2 separate regions of the Mus musculus genome follow, and region 2 is linked to region 1. A link is a contact called in public HiChIP or PLAC-seq data. All regions are on one chromosome and are shown on one strand. Each heading gives the region's core, a stretch centred on a gene start, on an enhancer-like site or on the middle of the called end of the contact. The rest is flanking DNA. Distances are from core to core; before and after follow the strand shown. Region 1 holds the start of Xkr4 (X-linked Kx blood group related 4). Region 2 overlaps Rp1 (retinitis pigmentosa 1 (human)).

What was found. HiChIP or PLAC-seq counts read pairs in DNA pulled down with a chosen protein or histone mark.
Region 2: an H3K27ac HiChIP or PLAC-seq map of embryonic stem cells shows a contact between it and region 1, with 4 times the contacts expected there. The contact joins the enhancer-like site here to the promoter of Xkr4 in region 1. A contact is called at or near these places in 2 of 39 promoter capture datasets (embryonic stem cells and stem cell-derived epiblast-like cells), 1 of 15 datasets of contacts at CTCF or cohesin (stem cell-derived epiblast-like cells), 6 of 484 Hi-C or Micro-C datasets (cerebral cortex, cortical neurons, embryonic stem cells and 1 more), 3 of 115 datasets of contacts at active chromatin or transcription factors (embryonic stem cells, forebrain and neural progenitor cells) and 1 of 9 other capture datasets (embryonic stem cells).

What each region holds. Positions count from the first base shown.
Region 1 is chr1:3,668,691-3,674,338 of GRCm38.p6, forward strand. Xkr4 (X-linked Kx blood group related 4) reads right to left here and starts at 2,808. Exons shown (of 3, transcript NM_001011874.1): 1 at 1,862-2,808. The coding sequence starts at 2,658. It also overlaps the pseudogene LOC108167595.
Region 2 is chr1:4,147,931-4,153,578 of GRCm38.p6, forward strand. Rp1 (retinitis pigmentosa 1 (human)) reads right to left here. Exons shown (of 23, transcript NM_001370921.1): 20 at 682-814; 21 at 1-33. Among named protein-coding and RNA genes, the nearest start is that of Rp1, 210 kb to the right of the region's middle. Within about 2 kb of position 3,196, at least 7 of the 459 cell types and tissues checked have an H3K27ac peak or open chromatin away from gene starts, as enhancers often do. A contact at or near this core is called in embryonic stem cells and stem cell-derived epiblast-like cells, where this site is marked.

The DNA.
Region 1 (5,648 bases), core at 1,558-4,057:
ATTATTTTCAATTGGTAAACTGTTTAGATTCAAAAGTCTAATAAATGTTACAATTAAAATGACTTCTTCAGTACACTGAGTTTAACACCACGTGCTTTTCAGAAAATGTCAATCTGTAGGAGGCACACACAGGTGTTTAGTGACAATAACTAATAAGCACTTATATTGCTGATTTACAGATAATTAAAAGGAAGTGATTTCAGAATATTTTATAGTTTTCACAAGTTACCAAATAGGTTGATAAGTTTTTGGTACCACACTGCTAGATTAAAACTACTAATCCTGTATATTGTAGCCACTAAATAACTTCAGTACTTAAATAACCCTTCTAGTTCTTCCTCATAATTAAAGAATACCCAACTTGGACCTTCCAATACTTTTCTGTAGGAAATTGAGACGCCACAGTTAAACTGATGTTTTAGAAAGTCTCCCAGGGTCTGAAATATATATGTTTCCACATCAATTTGTCTAACAGTACACCATGCCTCTTTACCAGAAAGTATCTTCTCTAAATACGTTCTAAGGCAGGAGGTCTAGGGCCATGCTCACCCTGCTTTACAGCTCTTGGTTCTAGGAAGAGCAATGGGATGACTACAGTTACTCTCCTCAGACAAGGACGCTGACTTCTGCCAGAAAGAGAAGTGTGTGAATCTATGTTACAAATGCTCTGAGCTGTTTCTTCATGGGATACTTCATCATGCCAATGGGTTAGAATGTCTTTCATCATTAAAACAAACAAACAAACAAATAAACAAACAAAAAGCATACAGGTGAAAGTACAGAGTACATGCCAGTATCAGCCCACTTGGTAGGAAGTTTCCACACATTACACTACATAGTTACTAAATTGCTTTAAAGCCAAGGAGTCTCTAGGGTAACAGCCTCTATATTTTTCTAAACATATATGTTTAATGTGTTAAACATTGTGTTCCAAAGCTTCTAAACACAGAGAAGTCAAAAGAACAGATTTCTGAGCATATTGTCCCACCACATTCCTACATCTGTGCAGTAATGCCTGAGTGATGGCTCCACCCTGCCCAACAAGTTAAGTCTTGCACTTCAGTGTATAAGCAAAGTGACAACTATGTAAAGAGACTTGGTGGATCAAGTGAGAAGCAGTAAATCAGCCAATGAAAATGCACAATTAAAGTTTGCCCAATGTGCTTGCTACCCCTTTTCTAAAGGTTCCCAGTTACATGTGAAAGTCAAACTAGGGATGCTGCCAGGTAATCAGAGGAGCACTATATAAGTCAGAGTCTGAGCACTTATGCACACACACTCACACACAACATAAATGATAAATGTTCACTCATTTTACATATATATGTCTGTATATATATATGTATACATATACGTCAAATATTTATTAACACTACTTTAAGCTCAGTATTTCTTTAGCTGTTATCATCCAAATATGGACATCTTTGAGCAGTAACAAGTCCTATTTAACTAGAATTGTAATCCTATCCAAACCCAGCACAAAGGAAACCATCAAAAGTACAACACACCAAGAATTCTACATAATATAAATGACTTTTTAGTAAGTGTGAGAGGAATCCTCTGCTAGTGAAATATTAAGTCTACAATCGGGGGAGAACTTGTAGCATACATAGAAAAACTAGTCTATGAGAAGATGGGAAACGTGACAGACTACAAACACGTTCCTGCGTGCCCTTCCTTGGTTTCTTTTTCCTCACCTAACATGAGTTAGGTAAGGAGCAGTTTAGAAAAGAAAACCACAAGAGTGACTTGGCTTACTAGTCATTAGGAAAGATTTCATGCAAAAGTAGAACAGTGGACATGGTGGGCAGGCATGTAGGAACAGTAGTAGTCTCTCTCAACCCCCACCCTGATACAGTACCTCCAGATTTGCCCAAGCTGCAAGATGTGGATGAGTGACTGCAGGAGCCAGATGCAAAAGGAGCAGGACGCAGACCTGTGTTTGCCGCTGGTCCGGGTGGCCCCGTTGCTGTTGCTGCCGCTGTTGGTGGCGGCGATGTTGCTCTTGCTGGCGTTGGATGCTTGCCTCTGCGGCGTGGAAGGACGAACCTCGCCTTCCCCGGCTGCAGACCCACTGCTGACCACCGTCTTGCAATCTGCTCCAGGCTGCTGGCAGCTGGAGGTGGTGGTCGTGGAGCTGTCCTCGGTGCTGAAATCATGCACAAACCAGCGGAAGCTGAACACTTGCACAGAAAGGGAGCCCAGCACCACGAAGAAGAGGGTGAGCCCAAACCACCAGCGCTGGCCACGCAGGTAGTAGTCCACCGCGAGCCAGATGTCCGTTCCCACATCCGCGAAGTACACGGCCACGGCGGCCAGGATCCAGAGGCAGTCCCACAGCGAGTAACGCCGCTGCTCCCTGCCCAGGCGCAGGCACAGCGCCGCAGAGCCCGCCCCGCTGCCCCGGCCGCCGCCGCCCGAGCCGCCCGAGCCCGCCGAGCCGCCGCTCCCCGCGCAGCAGCAGCAGCAGCGCGAGCAGCCACCGCCGTCCGGGCAGCAGCCGCCTCCGGCCGCCTCCGTGTCCTCGGCTCCGGACCCCGACGGCAAGCCTGGAGCCAGTCCTTGCACAGAGCCCGAATTGTCCGAGTTCTGCAGCGGGGTGAACGCCACGTCGCTGCTCTTCTTCATCTTCAGCCTCCCGTCTGACTTAGCGGCCATGATGCCTCGGCAGCGGAGGAGAGCACTCCTTTATCTGACACCTGTCCCTGCTGTCTCCTCCTCCCGCCACCTCCTCGCCTCGCCCTGGCTTCCTTCCCCGGCCGCGCCGCTCCCCAGCTCCTACTCCAGCGCCCGCTCGCCCGCCGCCGCCCGCGGGGCTGGGCGCTGGGCCCGGCTAGCCGCACGCTCGGGACCCGCAGGAGCGCCGCCTGGCTGCCTGCGCCGAGCCCAGCTGCTCGCGCCGGCCCGCGCGCGCCCCTGACAGCCGCCCGCGCTCCGCGCCGGCCCGGCCCCGCGGCTGCAGCACGAGCCGCCGCCGCCGCCAGCAGCAGGAGCAGCAGCGGCCGCCGCGGAGCTCCTCGGACCTGCACATTCCTCTCCTCCCCTCGCGCGCGCTCCCTCCTCCCGCAGCCTCTCCTCCACCAGCTGACTCCGAGGGAGAGGATGACCTCATCCCTTCCCTTCCAGCTGCCGCCGCTCCCACCCCGGCTGGGGAGGGGCGAGAAGGAGGGCCCGGAGGAGGGGCTGGGATTGAGGGGAGCGGCGGGTGGGGGTGCCTGGCTGGCCAGTGCTGGACGCGGAGGGCAACAGCACGGCAATCGGAGGCCCAGTCCAGGCTCGTGGGATAGCGAAGAGCGTTGAGTGGATTTCCTCGAAGCTGGGGGGATGGGATGGGCAGAGCGCGCCGCGTGTTAGAGCCTTGGTGTTGGGTCACTGCCGAGGGTAGGGGGCCACGGACACAAGCGGGCGTGGCAGCAGCGAAGGCTGCGGAAGAAATGGTCTCTTTGTATTGTACCGGGCGCGCTCGGCACCTGGCTGGGTGTGGTATGGTGCTAGGTGTGTTGCTGGCGAGGGTGAACACGCTTTAACTAGGAAGCTAGGGCTCCTATACTGGCGGCGGTGGTGGGCGTGCCATGCTTTGGAGATCCTGGGTGGCACAGTACTTGCAGAGCTAGAACACCTAAAGCAAAGCTGGCAGCAGAGGGCGAGCCCTCGGGATAAGGCGAGAGCAGCCCCAGGGATGCTGTCCTGCCAAACCCCAGCCTAGAGAAATGCAAAGGCCCTATCTCAGGAGGTGGGTGCATGAAGCCCTGTCCCCCTGCGAGTTTAACGAGCCTGAGGCAGCAGCACTAGGCAGACACCATGGTGGGGCTACTCCTAACCGCAGGTGGGAAACGCTGCACCTCTGGCGGCGGCAACCTAGAGCGCGGCGGTGGGAGGAGGGACATGGCTAGTAACCAGGGAAAAGAGAACTAGCTCGGCCCTTGGCCCCGCGCAGGGAGTGGCAGATCCCAAAGCTAATGCCACTTCTCTTATTCCAAAACTGCAATTACCTTCCCTTAAACCTATAAACGTACAGACTTACTGTAGGGTCTCATAACTTCAGAAATGACTCGAATTTAATCTATTCTCGAAGAGAATGTAATAAAATATGTTGCAGTTTAAAAAACAAACAAACAAACAAAAACAACCAACCAAAAAAAAAAAAAAAAAAAAAAAAAACACCACCACCACCAAAAAAAACCCTTTAAATCCCAACAAAATATGGGATATCTTTTTCCTTTTTAAGTTAAGAAAACCCGTGCTTTAGTTTGCCTTACCTAGTTAGCTTTTCAAATGTAAGGGACAAAGAGGGTGATCCTTAAACTGCAATGTGACTCACACACTTTGAGTTCAGAGTAAGCTGGTGATACTGCAGGGAACAGTTCCAGCCAGCTTCCTTCCTTCCTTCCTTCCTTCCTTCCTTCCTTCCTTCCTTCCTTCCTTCCTTCCTTCCTCTCTCTCTCTCTCTCTCTCTCTCTCTCTCTCTCTCTCTCTCTCTCTCTTTCTTTCTTTTGATTTTTGGTTTTTAGAGACAGGGTTTCTCTCTTGTAGTTCTGGCTGTCCTGAAACTCACTCTGTAGACCAGGCTGGCCTCGAACTCAGAAATCTGCCTGCCTGTGCCTCCCAAGTGCTGGGATCAAAGGCGTGCGCCACCACTGCTCGGCCAGTCAGCCTCTTAAGGGATCTGTAGATACAGGTTAATATTCCCTGTTTCCTGGCCTCTCCCGAGGGTAGTGCCGGGTGAGTTTTCATTCCTGTATAGTGACATTCTCTGAATATCAAAACCCTCACTGACAGACCACCTTATGCTACAGCACTCCACTGTTTTAGCACCTACCTGACCAAGGTGAGATTAGTCTCACCCAGTGGATACACCAACAATTGTCCTCAAAGACTAGTGCCCAGGGGTTCTGCTACTTGGTCTTTACCTGACACCCTGGTATGTGGCCATGGGCCCATAAGTGGTTATATGTATGTGCTAAACCAATTTTTATAGTAAAAGATGGGTAGTAAGGATGAGAGGCAACCCAAGCCACTTAACTTCAGGCATTTTAAAATTCATCTTCAACACTGGGCCATTTTGACTAGGAAGTTCCCTTTGGAAAATACCCTGGTTCTTTTTCTCCAGAATTCATATCCATCTCTAGTGTACTGTGTCTGATGGTGCTTTGTGCCAAATCCACTAGGGAGATTTCTTAGGTAACTAGGTCCTCAGAGATTGAGTGTATTCTAGGTCAAGTGCAATGTCTTAAATTGTACCAGACTCAGAAAGCCCTGTAGAGTAGTTGAGAAGTTTGGTATCAGCAGACTGACACTTTCTGTAAAACTGAGAGGGTTGATCCTCTGCCCCCAACACAGCACTTGCAAAGACTATTTGCTCAATAAGTATTAGTGAAATGAATGCATGAATTTCTAAAGAGAACATTCCATGACATGAAGAATGCTACATTCTATGCTGACAAATGTTCCCATGGAAACATAGGAATTATGAGAAATTTCTGGTAGATTCTAAAAAAAGATAACCAGTAATGGTTTGCTTACTAGTATATTTATTCAAAAACTACTTAGAGTCTCTTTCAAGTTATACTGGTACATCTCTGAAAAGAACCGACTACACATACCTAGAAGAAGTAGTATAGAGAGACCATAGCAAAATATATTCATAT
Region 2 (5,648 bases), core at 1,946-4,445, 480 kb after region 1:
GTCCCGTATACACATCAACATGGTATCTCACCACTGACAAAGCAAAGGGGAGAGAAATCAAAAGGAAATATATTGCATTGGAATTCAAGCAAACAGAATCTAGATCTACATGTTTTCTGACAATAGCCAAAAAAACTTGCCTGGCATATCTGCTGTCTCTATTTCAGCCTACTGAAAAACTTTGACCCTTGCATTTTAATTTTATTTCTAAATAGACATTTTTCAGATGGAGAAATAAAATATTACTTAAAAGGCTAGTATACAAATGACATAGAAATATATTTTATCATTAGCAGGGAGAGAGACCTGATTTTATATGTAATGTCTAATGTTTAAATGATGCCAACAGTTCTGAGGAAATAAATCAAAATTGCAGTGATGGGTGAGTGGCGAGGTAGCTTGAAAAAAAAAGCCAGACAAGGCACAAGGATGACATTTCTTATCTTCACAGCCTTAGCTTTCGTGACTTTGTCTGGATCATAAGAACTATTTTGAGATATGCTTAATCCCATATCCTCCAGTGACCAAAGCTGTGACACTGAATAAGTCACTTCTTAGTGAGTAAAACAAGAATCTCAGAAGCAGAAAAAATAGTCTCCAAGTGCATAGTTCAGAAGTTAATTCAAGCATTTACAAACAGTGTACATATGCAACATAGGCTACCAAAGATTAATAACACACATGGAAAAACAGGCTCTCCTTCTTTCATTACAGGAAGCTCACAGACAATGTCTCCATCAGCCTGGTTCCGAGAAAGACACACATTTGCAACAAAATGTAGGGTCTTCTTGCTCTTCACGTTTTCCATTGTCACCTGGGATTGAAAGGAACAAGGACCAAATAGAGTGATTTATATTTTCTCATCCATCTCTACATACAAACACACCACAAGCGTTGCTCAAAGTGGCCACTATTGTAGAAGGAGGATTGTTGTTAGCAGTGGTTGACTAGCAGCATTGGCTAGATCTTTATTTTATTTTATGAAATATTTGACATATATTTTGCTAAATGACTTATTTTTAAAAAATAATCTTTTAACCATTACCAAACAGTTTGGTAAAATTCTCACAATTTTATCCATACTAAAATGTGAACTTGGGAATTTGAAATGGGACTCTGTCCAAGTAAAGACTCAATTTCACCTGTAGCAAATACCAAAGAAGTAAACTGCTGGAGAAACTCAAAAGGAGAATATATTTTCATGTTAATAACCAAAGCAAGCTACACAACAGAATGTTGTAAAGTTTCTAACACCTTGCAAGTACATTCTGACACGTGCAGGCTATAGAGAAGCCCAAAGAATGCCTGCTCATCCTAGCATGGCTGCAGGGTTCTTGCCTCCCTGCTAGCAGATAATTCTCAGAAGGCTTGCTCCTTTGGGCTGTTTTCCCTTGTCTTTATATCCCGGTAGAGCACCACAGAAGGAACTTCACAAGGGTTTGTCTTTTGAACTACATAAAGGATGAAATGCCCATCTTATGATAAGATCCCAGTTAATGGTCTCTAAAAGGCCTCATCTCCCCTTTCCTCCACCACTTGTTCTGCAAGAGCAATTGAGGTCACTGTCCAGAACTCTTTCTCAGACTCCTCTGCTAGACCCACTATCCATTTTATTTCAAAGCTCCTACATTATACAGTTCTACTCACTCATATCCCTTGTGGTGCCCCTCCCAGTGACCACTTTCTAAATTCCTGCCTTCTGCAGGTATTTCAAGTTGAACACATAAAATTGGAGATAGGAATCGAAGACTGACACATCAGTGAGAACATGTGGCATGCTATCCTCTTCTTTGATTTAATACCCTTGTTTTCCCTTCTATTTACTTGCAAACTGAACAAGTGCTGAACAACTTTCATTGTAGGGATGCACCACATTGTCATTATTCAGTAATCAGTTAATGACACCTAGACTGATTGCATTTCCCATCTATTTAAAATACGGTTCAGTCTCTTTTAAAATCCAAAGTTTCCCTCACCCAAGACACTAGGACCATATGGGTAAAAGGTTGAGATAGGCTCTAGCTTACTTCTCCATGTTCGAATGAGTTGTTTGGGTGTGTCTGCAGCAATGCCCCTACCCCTGCAGTCATTTTTCAGAGAACAACCCATTGTCTTAGAAACAGCCTGGGTTATTTGAAGATTTCCAGGGATCCCCTTCACACAACTGAATGCATCCCAGTCCTGATACTGGAAAATTCATTTAGTGACAAGCGAGGGCCACTTGGGATTCTCTCACCCCCATATTTAGGAGACCTTATTAGGGTCACCTTCATATATTTGAAGAGTTCCCACAGCAATAGGTTTCCATATTGTCCCTCAAATGCCTTTTAATTCTAGCTGTCTCTCATCACATTCCCTTTCTCAACCCTCTATCCCCTTCCCTCCCCACCAGATACTACAATTCACATCATACTCTGTCCCCCAGTCTACCCATAAAATCTATTCTATTTACCTCTCCAAACGAAGATCTGTATGTCCTCATAATCCCTTCCTCTATACCTAAGCACTCTGGGTCTATGGATTGCTGGTTAGTTATCATTTATTTAATGGCTGAAATCTACATACAAGTAAACATATACCATTTTTTTTTTCCGGATCTAGGTTATCTCACTCAGGATGATTTTTTTCTAGATCCTGCAGACTAGAAACGTAAACATCAGTCCAACCACAAAGTCTATGACTTGCAACATGTCCTTCCTATAAGATAAGCTAGGGCAATCATGGCAAACAAGTTGTGGGAATAAGCAATCAATATCTGATTTGGTTTCATGCCCACTCCACAAGATGGAACCTGTAGCTGCCTGCAGCCACACTAACTAGGTTCCTGAGTGGGAGGCAGGAGCTGCATGGAAGGAAACGGCGAGAGAAATAATGGAGGCCAAGACATGTTTCTGTTTAAGGCCCCCAAAGTTTACTAAGTCTGTGCTTATAAAGGGATGAGGCCCATCCCCCACCAATCCATTATTGATGCCTGTTGCCAGCCTGTAGGTGGATCTGCTGGATTCTGTCTCTGGAATATCTCCAGGGCCTCTCAGCAGGTAGCAGTGTCTTGGAGAAGAGCAGCAGCAGGTGACAGAACAATAGAGCCATCTAAATCTGAAGGGTCCACCCCAGGTGGTCTCATTCTCAGTGGAAGCAAGGTCTGAATCAGCCTGCTTCAAGGCTGGGGGAGGCTACAGGAACCTATACTCCACACCACTGGGGTGGTAAAGAACCTAGATAGCTCAGACACCTAAGGAAAAGCCAAGAACTACTGGCCTAAATGCAAAACAAAAAAAGTAACAGTAAATTGACTCCCAATGATATGATGCCTCATATCAATGACTGGTGTCTTATTCAGCCATTATCAGAGAGGAGCAGTGGATGGAAACAAATACAGAAACATACAGCCAGAGTTAAGAGAGAGAGAGGAGAGAGAGAGGGAGAGAGAGAGAGAGAGAGAGAGAGAGAGAGAGAGAGAGAGAGAGAGAGAGAGAGGCAGGTTTAAGTGGAATGCAAATATAAAATTCTTCCACTCAGAAATCAGGGAACCCCAATGAAGAGGAGGCAGAAAGAATGTAAGAGCCCGAAGGAATGGAGGACACCAAGAGAACAAGGCCCTTTGAATCAACTGAGCAACGTTGATATGAACTCACAAAGATTGAAGTAGCAAGAACGAGCAATCATGGGGCTGCATTAATTCCTCTTTATATGTTATAGCTTTTAGCTCAGTATTCTTATGAAATTCCTGAGTGCATGAGCCAGTGAGTCTCTCATTCTTGTGCCTACACTTGTGGCTTATTTTTTTTCTTTTGGGTTGCCTTGTCCAGTCTTGATATTATGGTTTTAGTTTTATTTATTGTATCTTATTTTGTTGTTTGGTTGTTATCTCCTAAAAACCTGTTTTTTCCTAATGATTAATAGAAAGGGAGTGGATCTGAATGGGAGGGGAGGGTGGGGAAGGACTGTGAGAAATAAAGAGAGGGGAAACTATGATCAAGATATAGTGTAAGAGAAAGAATCTATTTTCAATAAACAAAAATAAAATAAAAAATAAATCAAACAAAATAGTGTTTCATTGAAAAAAATCCAAAGTCTATTGGAAATTTCAAAATGAGATTGAAATTTTTAACTATGTTTTGGAATGTTTGGGGCTCCTTTTTACTATCTTTCTGGTACTGTGCATAGGAAACTTTAATATAAAACCACACAAACAAATTTAATGAACATTTGAAGTGTGGGAAAATATGCAACAAGATCTGATTCTGGATGAGGAGAGCCAGTGCTAAGGTCAGCAATTAACATTTTCTTTCTGGTATCAGATGTGAAAACTTTTTAAGACATTAACTGTTCTTGAGGTCATTTTAAGTGTCCTTGAAAAATCAGAGGCAGTGTCAGCCCTGAATTCTGAAGACTTACATCTCTGCATCTCTGCTACTCCCAATAGTTACACACACTGGACAGGGAATTGGGGATGGATGGTGACTCTGTCACATGCACCAATTTATTATTGCTTCAAGTAAGTTAGCACAACTTTGAGAGTGTATCTATAAATTGCTGGAGTCCTCTGAGATTAAACATTTGACTACAGAGTTTCTGAAAAGAAGCTGGTCTTCCTGCTGATCACCGAACCCAGAACTATTTTCTCACTGTAGTTCATCCCTTGATCTTTTCTTTCAGTAGTCCTTTCAAGAACGATGAAGTGGAGAAATAACCAAAAATGAAAAGAAGTGAAAATATTTATTCGACAATTCAGTTAAGTCTAAAGATTTCCTGGGTTTCATACCAATTATGCCATTATTTCATGTAGTGAAAGTGCTAACACATTCACCAAACCTACAACACATTTCAAAAGTTCAAAAGAATTGAGACATTTCCAGAGAGTTTTATTCTATTTGAGTTGCTCTATGCAAGTACCATGTAACAGAGGCAATCAGCAGGTGGGGAAAAGGGTCCTAGGCCACTATGGCCTCATACACAGCCATAGCTCAGCCATAAATTTCCAAGCAATGACTTCCCTTTAATTAACATGAACTTACAAATTATTTCACATATTTTATAAATATTTAAGTGAACAACATATGTTTTGTCAACTAATTAATTCCAAAAATATTTGCCCAACATCTGATGAGCACTTTTCTAGATTTGGAATCTATGGTATATTTCCTATGTTTTTACGCACATTCCAATGAGTTTCAACAATATACAAATATACCAGATAAGAACAGAGTTACATAGAAAATGGAAAGGGTCATTGAAAGCCCCTGGGTGCTCACTTTCAGTTTTGAGTCAAAGGGCCGTCTACACTATGAGACCAGTGAGGCTTAAGAGGTCACAGGAGTGAATGGGATCAGCTGGGGATGGATATCATGTGGGGTTTTGTTTGTTTGTTTGTTTGTTTTTGTTGCTGTTGTCGTTTTTGTTTGTGTGTTTGTTTTTTTAGATCATTCCTGCTCTCTGAAGCTCAAGGACAGAAGCTGAAGAGAAGAGATATTATAGGAGACTTTCAGCAGAAAGAAAACAATCAAACAAAAACAAGTGAAACTTAGGCTAAAATGACGATAATATGATCAAAAAACAGATAAACTAGAAATAAGTTTTGGCAGTGAGATCACTGGAATTACCAGGGTCTGGCAAGTGTAGAAGTACAAATTCAGAAGAATGTATAG